Regions from separate parts of the Macaca fascicularis genome. Here region 2 is linked to region 1. A link is a contact called in public Hi-C data. All regions are on one chromosome and are shown on one strand. The core of a region is the stretch at or near the end of the contact, and the rest is flanking DNA. Distances in the headings are between cores, read along the strand shown.

Region 1 (3,832 bases), core at 964-3,463:
ACTCTCAAAAGCAAAATATAAATAACATAATCCTTGCTATTTTTAAACAAGCCAAAATAATCTTCAAGTTTTTCCTTTTCACTCTGATAGCATTCTCTATCAGCAACTTGCATTAATGTTGCAGCTTTAAGGTGCCGCATATCATTTCATATCACCAGCACACAACAGTGTATCAAGAGAAATCAGCTCTGAATCTTACTCTGTAACAATGTGCAATTGCCTTGGTCTTGGATCCTTTAAGAAATACCAAAGGGAAAACTCAAAACTTTTCAATAAACCCGAGGGTAGATTTGCTCAACGACCTGACCAACCAGGAAGTAACAGAAGTTTTGCTATCCTGTTGAAAAAAAAACAAAAAAACAAAAACAAAATCACAGACATGAGATTGTCAAGAAGTCAGGGAGGAGACTTAAAGGTATCTTAATGAAAGTATTTTCTCTTCAGTGCCTTTTAAAAAATGTCACTGCATCAGGATTAATAAGAATATCTGGATGCAAGGACACCAGGTTGCAAGTACACTAAAGAATGGTAAGGTCAGAGAAGTGTTTCCTGCCTTTAAAGTTCCTGAAAATAGAGGCTAGGCGTGGTGGCTCACACCTGTAATCCCAGCACTTTGGGAGGTTGAGGCAGGCGAATCACAAGGTCAGGAGTTCGAGACCAGCCTGACCAACATGGTGAAACCCCGTATCTACTAAAAATACAAAAATTAGCTCGGCAAGGTAGCGCGCGCCTGTAATCCCAGCTATTCGGGAGGCTGAGGCAGGAGAATAGCTTGAACCCGGGACGCGGAGGTTGCAGTGAGTCCGAGATCCTGCCACTGCACTCCAGCCTGGGCGACGGAGAGTGACTCCATCTCAAAAAAATAAATAAATAAATAAAAGGGAAAAAAAAGTTCCTGAAAATATAAAGTTGCTTAGATATACAGCAAGTTTATCGTTTTAAAACCAAATACACTAAAGCAGATGAGAACACAACCGTGACCAAGCGGTTGGGAGAAAGATGGATTTTAATGCAAAGTTGTTTTGTTTTTATGCATAAGGTACTCCTCGCTGTGCTCGAGTGCGGAAAGGTGGGGTTCTTCCTAAGGTTGATTACATAAAGCAAGATTCCAAAAACAAGAAAAGTGCTTTGCAAACACAGTAACTAGAACTGGCTGAAGCTTCCAGCGTCCAGTCCCATGCTCAAAGATCAGAAAAAGCAACTTTATCCACCACTTTAATAAAATGATTCAAAAAAGTTGAAGTCTTCTTAAGAAAGCCATGGTTGAAAACTTGCTCCGCTTCTTGGAGAACGCCTAAAGCCCTAACGGGCTCAAATTATTCTCCGAAGTCTAGAGCCCAAGCTGCATTTTACGCATTTATTAGACTACAAAACCACGGGGACTCTTCACTCAAAAGCAAAAACACATCCGGAAAGAGGAAAAAATCCATGGCCAATGTAACCCCCTAACCACACGAACCGCCCACGTCCTACCCCAGGCTGCAACGAGGTCGGCACTCACCCACCGCTCGCCCGGGAAACCCAGACCCAGGTATTTCAAAATCAGAAGCACGGCAGGCTCGTAGGCTCTCACGGGCAAGAATCTTAAACCCCAACTTCAGAGATACCCGTGCACGCTGGGCGCTGCCATTTTGACAGAAAGCGGGCCTTGCCCCGGAGGCCCCTACGCAGGTCGCCCTGAGCAGAGCCGGAGTGCCACGGAACCCCTGTCTCATCACCTCCACACCCAGACGTCGCATCCCCCGGCCCAAGGAATGCCAATAAATCCCACCCTGCCGACCATGATCGGGCGAAGTTAAGTCACCCTTGAAATCCCGCAAGGTCTCTCAGGCAGCGGCGAGGGCGGCCGCCGCCAGCGTGGGCGGGGCTGTTAGGGGCGGGGCGTCGACGCGGCGGCCTTCGGTAACCCGGGCAACGCGGCCTTCTAAAGGCACAAAGGGGCGCTGCGCCCCGAAACACAAATGTCTCCGCCAAAACCCCAGACGGTTCGCAAAGGCTCTCCGTGATGCAACTGCACGTCCCTCGAATGCCCGGACCCCCAATATCCGTCCCCCAGGAGCTTGGCTGGATGCACGGGCGGCCGGGCCTCTTATTTTCTCGCCCTCCGGCCGCGTGGAGATGCTGCTGGATCCCGAGCCTCCCGGCGGGGGCGGAGGCGGGAGCGGGGCGGGGCGGAGGCATCTCCCTCCTTGCACCGCCCCTTTAGCTGCCCCGAGCCCTGCCTTCGCCCGCCCCCGAAGCGGCGCGGGACGCCCGGCGCGGTCTGCGGTCCGCAGGGCTGCCGGCTTAGGCTTAGGACCGGCCCGCTGGCAAGGTCGAGCCGCTGCATTTTATTTCGTGCGTGGTTTCTGCACAGGCTGGAGTTCCGAGGTTGGGTCGTACTTGGGACCTCGGCGAAGAGGACCCGTTAATTTTTTTTCTTTCCAAAATGGCAGCCTCCAGTCGCGCACAAGTGTTAGATCTGTACCGGGCGATGCTGAGAGAGAGCAAGCGTTTCAGCTCCTACAATTACAGGTGACCCAGCGGGCACCGGGGACCGGGGGCCAGGGGCCGGGGACCGGGGATGTGGGTTGCCGTGGAATGTCCCCGGGAACTGGGAGCCACTGTCCTGCGCCGGCGTCCGCGAGGCAAGGACCGGGCTCCGCCATCGAAAAGCGTGCTCCTACCTACAGGTGTGGCCTCTGAGACCTCGGGGAGGAGCCCTTGTTTCTATCAGGGAAGACGTTCGTGTCCTGTGACGCTTTCCCCCTAACGACTATCTTGGTAGTTGTTCTAGGAGCATAATTAGTGTTATGTTTCTGCAGAAGAGAAAAAAAAGGATGGAAATCAGCCATTGGTGAAGTTAAGGCCAATGTGTTGCATATGTAAAACTTCCCTTGAGCTGGAAGAGTTGAGAGTGGAAGTGGCCAGTGAGTTGCACACAGCGACAAAGCTGAAGGCACACTTTAGCAGCTCCCTAAAATTTCCTGGGTGTCGTAATGAGTTCTTTTGGTTGCAAGAATCAAATCCATTCTATTTAGGGTACGGTGGAAACGTGTAGCGGTAAAGGAAAAAGCGTCTCAAGCTTTAGAGCTGAAACAGTTTATCCTGGCTCACCAGACAGAGATCCCGCTTCCTGGACCTTGACAGCAGAATACTGAGGGCCTAAACTCTTACATCGTTAATATAACACATTCACTTTTTCCCACGCCTCCCCATTTCCCTATTTGCCTATGAGTCTTTTATTGTTACTCTTTGTATGTTTTTTGTAATTCAGAACCTCTGCTTTCACAGTGTTGCTGGTTGTGACCCATCATTTTCTTATGGATTCTCTCTGCATTTTTTTTAGGTTTGTTTTTTGTTTTGTTTTGTTTTTACTAACTACCTGCTCCTCTCTGAGTTTGAGCCATATTCCCATGAGAAAGAATCTGATTGGATCAACTCATCTCTTTACCCCAAGGCCCCCTTAGGTGACTGGCCAGACTGTGGATTGGATGTCATAAGAGCAGAGCCTACCCTTGGAACACACCTGGTTAGGTAGGCCGCGCTCCACCAGGTGTGTGAGCTGGCAGGCCCTGAGATGGGTCTGCCCAGTACAACCTCGGTCAGAGGACAGGAACACTAAGCCTCTTAAGCAATGATTCTCAAATTTTTAGAAACCTGCCTAGAAAATGTACTCACCCTGCAAATTTGAAAACAGCATCTGTGTCATGCCACTGAGGTTGTATCCACCCAGTTAAGTGGTAAAATTTCATGGGAGAGAATGATTTTACTTAATGACTTTGACTCTGAAGGATAAAGAGTGTAAAAATAGGCATACTGGTGGAACTTTAGCAAGAATTAACCAAACATC
Region 2 (3,763 bases), core at 446-2,945, 120 kb after region 1:
TATCTCTGTTTCTTGTCTTCCTTCAGAGATTAAAAGGAATCCATGTATAAAACAGGTAGTCACATGAGCATATATAAAATTTGGTTAAGCAAATTCAAGGACATTTTTTTTTTTGAGACGGAGTCTTGCTGTGTCGCCCAGGCTGGAGTACAGTGGCGTGATCTTGGCTCACTGCAAGCTGCGCCCCCCGGGTTCACACCATTCTCCCACCTCAGCCTCAGCCTCCCGAGTAGCTGGGACTATAGGCACCTGCTACCACGCCCGGCTAATTTTCTGTATTTTTAGTAGAGATGGGATTTCACAGGATAGTCTCGATCTCCTGACCTCATGATCCACCCACCTCGGCCTCCTAAAGTGCTGGGATTACAGGCGTGAGCCACCGCGCCCGGCCATTCAAGAACCTTTTCTACTTACCTAGGTTCAGTATATTCTATGGACATTGATAACCCATGGTTTTAACTGTAACCTCACATTGATCCTCAGTTCTCAGGGAAAGAGGATACTCATCTACTTCTGGTCACTGACATTTTAGGTGAAATCCTGAAGTGATTTATTAGTAGCCTAATTAGGTACTTTTTCCATTATTTAACCCAAAATCCAGGTTAAAATATTATGACATGAGTGACTTGAGCTAGACCATGACTACACATGTTTACTTCCTAGAGTCATTAACCTGGTTAAAGAAAAGAAAATCCCAGCACATCCTTGTTTTGTTAAGGTAACAAAATGAGCTCGTATCGAACACATAGGTTTAAATTACTTTAAAATGTTTTTGTGGGCTCAAACACAAACATCACAACAAAGCTTACCTGTGACCCAATTAGGAGCATCATGAAAACATAAATCCCAATTCTACTCAAGTAATACCAATGGCCTGGTACCAGTGGCTTCCAGCAGGCCACTGGGGTTTGACTCCCAAGTAGGAAAAGCCCCTGCCTCGGGGGGGATAGATGATGGGGAAATCGTTCCATCCATCCCAGTGCTGAGCTCTCACATGCCCTTCTGCTTTTCTGTAAATTGACCTAAAATGGCCATCTTTGATGGTCTCTCACTTTCTCTCTCAATCCCTGATGTGAGAATGTATTGGAATTATTTTATAAACAGTGAGTCTGCCCACAGACCGACCTCCTAGCTCCGGTTTAGCAGTGTCCAACAGTAACAATAGAAAAGCCCCTGACTTATGTCTTCTTTTGAGAGCAGAGAACCCTTTTGCAGAAGGCCCAGGCACCCCCTCCTCTAGCCACGTTGACCAGAGTTGTGGTGTACAGTTATGCCTAAGCTGTTCACTGGACAGGTAGCTGGACCGCACCACAACAGCCTTAGGTCGAGCAAGATTGATGGCTTGGGGCTAGGCTGGGAGGAGGCCCACTTCAGGGGAAAATTGGGGCTGTGTTGAGAAGGAAGGAGGGCAGCTGTGGAATGGGCCACTGAGCGGGACCGTGTTTCACAAGCACTCCAGGTCTTGCCTGGGGGTATAAATCCTGGCTCTCCCTTTTCCAGCTCTGTGGACTGCATAAAAGTTTACTATCTAACTTCTTGGCATTTCTGTGTTTTCACCAATAAAAAACATGAAGATAACAATACCCCTCAGAAGATAACATGCGATGCAAGATGGAAACAGACCCAGCACAGGCCCCTTCTTTACTCTGAGTCAAGCTTCCTTAGGGACAGGGCGTCAGTAAGGGACCTGTCAGCACTTTGCACGATTCATGTAGTTCTCAGCCGTTCATTTGCTAGGACTGAACAAGGGAGACAGGCTACTAAACTGCCCCCGAACTCACAGGCTTGTGGTGTGTGCTGGATGAGACACAGCCTGTGCTGAGGCAGGCAGGTCTGAATCCAGTGCCACAAGCACCATGGGCCGTGAGGTGGCATTAGAATATTTGGAGCACTGATGCAATGTCATCGGATGTATACATGTGCTGGAGAAATTGCCATCATGAGAACAGTTAATCGTGGAGTTGATCGTGGAGGCATAGTGTCCAGGCAGAACCCTACTCCAAGCAAGAGATCATTTGACGGCTGAGGGAAGAGAGTGCCAAGGGGAAGGGAATGGAATGAAATGCAGGAACTCTAGAGGGGATTTAAAGGCTGAATGTGCTGGTTTGCAGGCTTGAGTTAGGAACCTGCATCTAGCAGTCAGTATTACTAGAGCATTGGTGATGAAGCCGTGGGTATAAATAAGACCACATGAAGTGGGCATATGTGAAAGACATATTGGTGACTTTTCTGATGTTTTCTACCATTTCATATGAATAGGCAAGAGGAATGAAAACAGGAAATGATTTTTCTTTCCTCCTCCCTGGCAGCCTTGTCTCCTGTGATGTTTTTTCCTCATAAGGCTGGGGTCCTGTTGCGTTCCCTTTCGATGAGGCTTTTTTGTTACTTGGTGGGTTGGGGGCCTTGGGTGTGGCAGAGAATTTCCACAGCCTCGCCCTCGCCGTCGCAGTGATGAAGAGCGTTGACTTTGGAGTCAGGCGCTGGGTTTCGTTCCCGCTGCACCACATATTAACCAAGTGAAATTAAGCACATGTTTTATTAATCTTTATAAACCTCAGTTCCCCTCCTGCAAAATGAGAACGATAATAGTGCCGACTTCACAGCACTGCTTGCAGTGGCAGTGAGCTAAGGCGCTTACACAGGCGCATGCCTCCACCTGGGGGAAATGCTGTAGATGCTGCTGGCTCCTGCACTCACCAAAACTGCATTTTCTCTCCTTTGTTCTAAAAGAGAAACCAAGAGTGGGGAGCAAATGGGAGAAAGGAGCAGGAAAAGCTTGCCTCAGATTCCAACTCATATGACCTGTTAGTGACTAAAGACGGAATGCCAACACATGCATTGTGTGTTTGGAATGCCAGGTTGGTGTTTTCCACAGGGATGTGCCCATTGTTCTCTGTTTTCTGTGGAACTGTCTTCCAGCGCCAGACCTGGAGATGGGGCCTGCCCTTTTATCTCTCAAATATGTTCCCAGGGAAGTGTGTCCTTCTCTGGGGGCCACCCCATCACACTGAATCTCACGTTGGGCTCATTGCTAGAAACTCTGTAGCCTGTACCTGCTTCCCATGTCACATCAAAGCATCTCAGCACACAGACCTAAAGGAGACCTCAGAGGTCACCCAGCGTGGCCTCACAGAAACACCTGCGGGAAGGGATTACGGAGGTTTGCAGGGAAGGCCGGGCAGCCTGGGAGTGAGCGCCGCACTGCAGCCCCCAGACACACTCAGCTCCTGCTCCCAGGCAGGAATGAAGTGGTTTCCCAGCTCCTGGGGCCATGGGTAGCTGACTGATTAAATATCTGGTTTGGGAAATTCACCTGACATATTTCTTTTTTTTGAGACAGAGTCTCGCTGTCACCCAGGCTGGAGTGCAGTGGCGCGATCTCAGCTCACTGCAAGCTCTGCCTCCGGGGTTCCCGCCATTCTCCTGCCTCAGCCTCCCGAGTAGCTGGGACTACAGGTGCCCGCCACCATGCCCGGCTATTTTTTTTTTGTATTTTTAGCAGAGACGGGGTTTTACTGTGTTAGCCAGGATGGTCTCGATCTCCTGACCTCGTGATCCACCCGCCTCAGCCTCCCAAAGTGCTGGGATTACAGGTGTGAGCCACCGTGCCCAGCCTCACCTCACATGTTTCTTTCACGTAAGCCACTTCTTTTTCTTGTCCAAGCTGAGGCCAGCGCTCACCCAAGAGTCACCTGTATCTCAGTGCAGGTAGCTGAGCAAGGCACAGCCGCCAGGAGGAAGGCAGGGAACAGCAGCCGGAGCC

Evidence for each region. Hi-C and Micro-C count contacts between places; a contact is called where the count stands out from the background.
Region 2: a contact with region 1 is called in a Hi-C map of liver, with 4 times the contacts expected there. The contact joins the enhancer-like site here to the promoter of LYRM4 in region 1. A contact is called at or near these places in 2 of 2 Hi-C or Micro-C datasets (liver and skeletal muscle).

Annotation. Positions count from the first base shown.
Region 1 is chr4:167,737,830-167,741,661 of T2T-MFA8v1.1, forward strand. LYRM4 (LYR motif containing 4) reads left to right here and starts at 2,214. Exons shown (of 4, transcript XM_015449931.3): 1 at 2,214-2,514. The coding sequence starts at 2,429. It overlaps FARS2 (phenylalanyl-tRNA synthetase 2, mitochondrial), which reads right to left and starts at 2,151. Exons shown (of 7, transcript XM_065544477.2): 1 at 1,781-2,151.
Region 2 is chr4:167,858,181-167,861,943 of T2T-MFA8v1.1, forward strand. All of the region lies in intron 2 of LYRM4 (LYR motif containing 4), which reads left to right. Among named protein-coding and RNA genes, the nearest start is that of PPP1R3G, 59 kb to the right of the region's middle. Within about 2 kb of position 1,696, at least 2 of the 6 cell types and tissues checked have an H3K27ac peak or open chromatin away from gene starts, as enhancers often do.